Regions from separate parts of the Macaca mulatta genome. Here region 1 is linked to region 2. A link is a contact called in public Hi-C data. All regions are on one chromosome and are shown on one strand. Each heading gives the region's core, a stretch centred on a gene start, on an enhancer-like site or on the middle of the called end of the contact. The rest is flanking DNA. Distances are from core to core; before and after follow the strand shown.

What was found. Hi-C and Micro-C count contacts between places; a contact is called where the count stands out from the background.
Region 1: a Hi-C map of fetal cortex germinal zone shows a contact between it and region 2, with 5 times the contacts expected there. The contact joins the promoter of ZNF793 here to the promoter of ZNF585B in region 2. A contact is called at or near these places in 2 of 14 Hi-C or Micro-C datasets (blood and fetal cortex germinal zone).

The regions. Positions count from the first base shown.
Region 1 is chr19:48,575,794-48,578,880 of T2T-MMU8v2.0, reverse strand. ZNF793 (zinc finger protein 793) reads right to left here and starts at 1,663. Exons shown (of 7, transcript XM_077982522.1): 1 at 1,205-1,663; 2 at 473-556. The coding sequence starts at 505. The region is part of intron 3 of ZNF569 (zinc finger protein 569); the gene reads left to right.
Region 2 is chr19:48,356,850-48,360,074 of T2T-MMU8v2.0, reverse strand. ZNF585B (zinc finger protein 585B) reads left to right here and starts at 1,773. Exons shown (of 5, transcript XM_077982393.1): 1 at 1,773-1,802. The region is part of intron 1 of ZNF875 (zinc finger protein 875); the gene reads right to left. The region is part of intron 1 of ZNF383 (zinc finger protein 383); the gene reads right to left.

The DNA of each region.
Region 1 (3,087 bases), core at 414-2,913, 220 kb before region 2:
ATTAGCTGGGTCTGGTGGCACGTGCCTGTAGTCCCAGCTACTCGGGAGGCTGAGGCAGGAGAATTGTTTGAACTCGGGAGGCGGAGGTTGCAGTGAGCCCATATCGCGGCCGCTCCACTCCAGCCTGGTGACAGAGTGAGACTATGTCTCAAAAAAAAAAAAAAGAATAAGAAAGAATGTACTCACCACATTACAAGGAAGCTAGTGTTGCTGGAACTGAGTGACTGAGTTAAAGACAGGGTGAGAAAAATTAGATGAAGTCAGAGGGACAGTCAGGGACCAGATTATGCAGGGCCCTGCAGGTCAAGACAAGGACTTAAGCATTTATCTTGAATAAGATGGGAATCCAGTGGAGAGTGTTGATAAGTGATATGACTGGTTACCCAGAAACGTTTCAGCAGAAGGAAAATTAGTATCTGCTTGTTCTGAAAAGCAGACAGGTATTCAGGAAATAGAGAAAACACCAACGCACCTGGTACATGGCTTTAAGAAGCCCAACAGCCATTCTTTCTCCCTCCTTGCTCTTCTCTTGGGAAATGGCAGTGGCCTCAGATAACTGAGATGGGGAAAAGAACATGAGAAACTAGACTTTTCTTGCAGCATCCAGAATCACCAGTCTAGACTTTTTAGGATTCTCTTTCCTCCTCTTGCAACCTTCCCTCCAATATAGAGAACATAATGGAGACCTAGGAGTTTGTTTACATACAATTTAACTCATGCCTAAATCATTTTCCAATTCCTTAGCTTAACACCAGATGTTCTAGGTTTTACAAATACAGACTCAGAGGAATGTAAGCTTTCACATAAAGACACAGAACTAATAAATAAGAGCACCAAGATCAAATAAAAGAGGACCTGACTCCACAATCCTCCTCTCCAATAAATCAGTGATTCTGAAACTTGGTGGCACATTGATATGACTTGAGCCGGCTTTAAAAGCCTCTCGGTGGCACACAGTCTCTCATTCAATGCCCCACATAATCAGAGTCTGAAAAACTACAGTGCCAACCACCGTCTTACCCACGCCACAGTCAGAGGCCATGGGTATGGACTGTCTCACACGGGCACCCTTTCCCATACCGGCAAGGCTCAGACACCAGGGTATCTATCACAAGCGACAGTCTCACAACCCAGTCACAAAGAGGCCGCGGGTATCGGCCCAACAAGGGGCAGCGAACACTCGCCCGCTCCCCCCCCAACTCACAGCCTCACACTCCACGGTGCCACTGACTCCCTCGCACCCAGTCACACAGGACGTGGACAGGCACACGCGGTGACAGCCTCGCACTACGGTACCAACCTCCACTTGCACCGGAGTCACACAGAGGGCCTGGGACGAGCTTCCGGAGAACCACACGCCACTCCTCAGCCCACTCCCTACCTGCAGAACAGAGCTGGGGGAAGAGCCCGTTCCCGCCCCAAAGGCTTGGGGAATCTTCGCTTGGATCACACCCCTACCCTGAGTTGGATGGAACCCAGCCCCTACGGGCCCGGAAAGAAGCGCCTCAGCTGCCTCGGCCCCCGGAGGACACAAAGGGGCCGCGGGCCCAGCTCCCGCGGGGGCAGCTGGGAAACGTAGTCCGGAGTAGAAAAGGTCGCGGCGCCGTAGGGTCTGGCAGCAACAGGGCAGCTCCGCGCAGGGTTTGTAACACTGCCCCCTCCCCACCAGGTCCTCCCACGCTGGCCTCTTCCCCTGCCTTCCAGAGAGCCCGAAAGTCCGGATTCCCTGCAGCTCCTAGCCTGGCTGGGTCACAGGGACGGGACCCAGCATTACACTACAGTGGCTGGTATGGTAGGCACAAGCGCTCCGTGCACCCCACTTAGCAACCAGGGCGGGGAGTTGAGAACCGCGGGTTGGCCGCAGGGAAAAGGTTTGTGCGTGGGAATGCGCTAGTGGCGCGTCTACTCAAAATGGGTGGGAGGCGAATTCCTAGAATTGTGCTGGATACCCGAAAAAAGTTGGGGGGGGGGCGAGGGTGCGAGGAGATAAACTGCGCAAGCGTACTACACTCCTGGCAGCCTCCCACTGGCTACCCTTGGCCAGGCGCGGTGGCTCACGCCTGAAATCCCAGCACTTTGGGAGGCCGAGGCGGGCAGATCACGAGGTCAGGAGTTCCAGACCAGCCTGACCAACATCGTGGAATCCCGTCTCTAATAAAAATACAAAAGAATTAGCCGGGCGTGGTGGCACGCGCCTGTAGTCCCAGCTACTCAGGAGGCTGAGGCAGGAAAACTGCCTGAACCCGGGAGGCGGAGAGGCGGAGGTTGCAGTGAGCCGACATCACGCCACTGCCCTCCAGCCTGAGCGACAGAGCAAAAGTCCGTCTAAAAAAAAGAAAAGAAAGAAAGAAAAAGAGAAAAAACCGCCAGACCTCAAATGATCCGTCCGCCTTGGCCACCCAAAGTGCTGGGATCACAGGCGTAAGCCACCACGTCCGGCCTATTATCTCTTTATTAAAGGTATTAAGACCGGCCCTGTGCGGCTCTTGCCTGTAACCCCAGCACTTTGTGAGGCCCAGGCGGAGGATCGCTTGAGCTCAGAAGTTTGAGACCAGCCTGGGCAACAGTGAGACCTCATCTCTAAGAATTAAAAAAAAAAAAAAAAAAAAAAATCAGCCAGGCGGGGTGTCCCGTGATTGTAGTCCCAGTTACTCGGAAGGCTGAGGCAGAGAATCGCTTGAGCCCGGGAGTTCGAGGCAGCAGTGAGCCAGCATCGCGCCGCAGCACTCCAGCATGGGTTACAAAGTGAGGCTCTGTCTCAAAAAAAAAAAAAAAAAAAAAAAAGATATTAAGACTAAAGGCATGGAGAAATTAAGTACCTAGTCTGAGATGACACAGCTAGTAAGGCCAAGTCTGTTTAGAATCCAGGCGGATTGGCCACACTACTTTTCGCTCACGATCCCGGGTCATGAAATCCAGTAACACTGTCACTTCGAGAAGTCCAGAAAGAACAAATACATGCAAGGTCAGAATCAAACAGCCACGAGAATATAAAACGCGACCATGGTCACACAAAAGGTCGCATATTCGCACGACCTCAGATGTCACTGGACATGGTCTCTCGCCCGGGAAACCCCAAACTCCAAA
Region 2 (3,225 bases), core at 524-3,023:
CAACAGCTGTGTCATCCCAACCCCTCTCTGGGCCTGATCATGTAAAGAGGGCTTGCATTCCTCAGATAAAAAGTTTCTTTTCTTTTTCAACACTATGCGAAGTGAGATAAGCCAGACCAAAAGGACAAATATTGTATGAATCCACTTATATGAGGTGCCTAGAATAGGTGTATTCATAGAGACAGAAAGTAGAATTGAAGTTACGTACGTATAACCTCGTGAGGTTATATGAGGTACGTGATAAAGCCTCTATACTTAAAACAGTGTACTATTTGTGTGTGGTCAGAGAGACAGACCAAGGGAGGATGATGGGAAATATAGAAGTAAACATCCACAGCCAGGCGCGGTGGCTCACGCCTGTAATCCCAGCACTTTGGTAGGCCGAGATGGGTGGATCACCTGAGGTCAGGAGTTCAAGACCAACCTGGCCAACATGATGAAACCCCGTCTCTACTAAAAATACAAAGAATTCGTTGGGCGTTGTGGCACGCGCCTGTCATCCCAGCTACTCAGGAGGCTGAGGCAGGAGAATCGCTTGAACCTGGGAGGCAGAGGTTGCAGTGAGCCAAGATCGAACCACTGCACTCCAGCCTGGAGCAAAACTCCGTCAAAGAAAGAAAGAGAGAGAGAGGGAGGGAGGGAGGAAGGTCCACATAGATGCTTAGTATTTGATAACGGCAGCAGCTCAAATCACCACAGTCACATCATAAAGTTTTATGCAGCCGGTACACACATAGCAGAAAAAAAAAATGTCATCTCTACAGAATGACATTAATTCTAGAATATATAAAAAAATGGAAAGTATAGAACAGTATAACATAGTTTGTCTAAAAAAAGAAAAGGAAATCAGATTAGACATAAGCATTTGTTTATATGCACTAAAAAAAGAAAAGATAGCAAAAAAGAAGTATTGGAAACGTGAACCGGAAACAATACCTATAGTGGTAACCTATAGTGATTGGGGTGGCGGGGGGAGTGAGACTTGATATGTCTTTTTATACAGTTGCATAGGAAAAACAAACTGGTTTTTAAAAATATACTCTCACAACACTCAATACTTCCAGAATGTTTCATTTCTAACACAAAATATGTGGAGTTTTTCTGACACAGCTTCTCCAACCCTCCCTGCCTGGGTGTCCTACAATTGAATTCAAGTCTGACACTAACCTGAGTCAGCACAGACCTTACAGGTTAATTGCTCAGTCCCACAAGACTGCCCACCTCTTCAGATGCCAATGACAACTACTAAGTCACCTGATTACCAACAACTGTCTAGTTTGCCTGAAAATTAGAGGTTCCCATCATCCCCTTCTTGGATTTGATTCTACCAAACTTTTCAGGGAGAACAAATTCCAATATTTCTCAAACTAATCCAAAAAAATTGAAGGGGAAGGAATTTTTCCAAACTGATTCTGTGAGGCCAGCACCACCCTTATACTAAAACCAGACAAGGACAGAAGAAAGAGAAAACTACAGGCCAAGATCTCTGATAAACACAGATGCAAAAATCCTCAACAAAATACTAGCAAACCAAATCCGATAGCACGTCAAAAAGATTATATACATGATGATCAAGTGGGATTTATCCCAGGGAAGCAAAGATGGTTTAACATATGCAAATTAATACATGCAATACATCACATTAACAGAATGAAGGACAAAAATCATATGGTCATCACAATAGAAACAGAAAAAGCATTTGACAAAATTCAACATCTCTTTGCAATTAAAACAACAACAACAACAAAAAAAACTCCCTGGCCAGGCACAGTGGCTCACGCCTATAATCCCAGCTCTTTGGAGTCTCCCTCTGTCACCAGGCTGGAGTGCTGTGGCTCCATCTCAGCTCCCTGCAACCTCCACGTCCCGGGTTCAAGTGATTCTACTGCCTCAGCCTCCAAAGTAGCTGGGACTACAGGCGTGTGCCACCACACCCAGCTAATTTTTGTATTTTCAGTAGAGACAGGGTTTCACCATGTTGGCTAGGATGGTCTCGATCTCCCCACTGAGATGATCCACCTGCCTCGGCCTCCCAAAGCGTTGGGATTACAGGCGTGAACCACGTGTCTGGCCAAGGCTATTATTATTTTTATTGTTGCTGCCTGCTATAGCCATGCTTGAGGTAGCTAGGGTGGATGCTGATGGAGATTAAGGGGATTAAAATATCTATACCTCCCAAAGCCTCCTACGAGCCATTTCAAAGGGGATGCTTAGACTTCTAACCCCTCTTCCATGGTATCTCCTAGGAGAGGATTGTACTAACCCAACTTCTAACCTATTTCCTAATGTGTTTTCAACTATTAAAAATTGTACCTCCCTTCCTGCAGGATACTATCTATTGTGACATAACTCCCTCTTGCCTAGTGGTTTCACCCAGGAGTGAACTCGGATCCCAATCCACCCTTCTGAGTGGTGTCTCCAAAAAATAGATTGTACGATCCTAATGCCTCCTCTTATCTTCCTTATTTCTCTCAGGATCCCTGGCTTCCTTGTTCCCCCATGGTTTCTTCTAGGGAATCATTGTTTTCTGCAGTGTGCCCTAACCAAGGGCTAACTTAGCTATTATAAATATAACAGCCGGACGCGGTGGCTCACGCCTATAATCCCAGCACTTTGGGAGGCCGAGGTGGGCGGATCATTTGAGGGCAGGAGTTCGAGACCAGCCTGACCAACATGGTGAAACCACGTCTCTACTACAAACACAAAAAATTAGCTGGGTGTAGTGGCGCTTGCCTGTAATCCCAGCTACTCGGGAGGCGGAGGCAGGAGAATCGCTTGAACCTGGGAGGCAGAGGTTGCAGTGAGCCGAGATGGCGCCAGTGCACTCCAGCCTAGGCAAGACTCCGTATTAAAAAAATTAAATAAATACATAAATAAATAAAGCTCCAGATCCTATCTTCAGGAACGTCTTCTTCTTGGGTATAAGCGTGGCCAAACTATGGTAACAGTCTTGCATTCTACGTGAAAATCCTTGCCTTACTCTAGTCAACCCTGCAAGAGGCGGACTCCTCCACTGTACGGAATCGATACGCATCCAAGATGGCGGCCCACACGAATAAACACCATAAGGGCGCGGTTATATTCTCTGCCCGATAGCTCCGATTACGGAAACTGCACGATGTCTCTAAAGATGTGTCTGCGCCCTGTTGACTGTGGGCGGAAATTGCTTCCAAGTTAATTTGGAGCATGCGCAATATCAACAGACCACAAGGGGAAGTGCTAGAA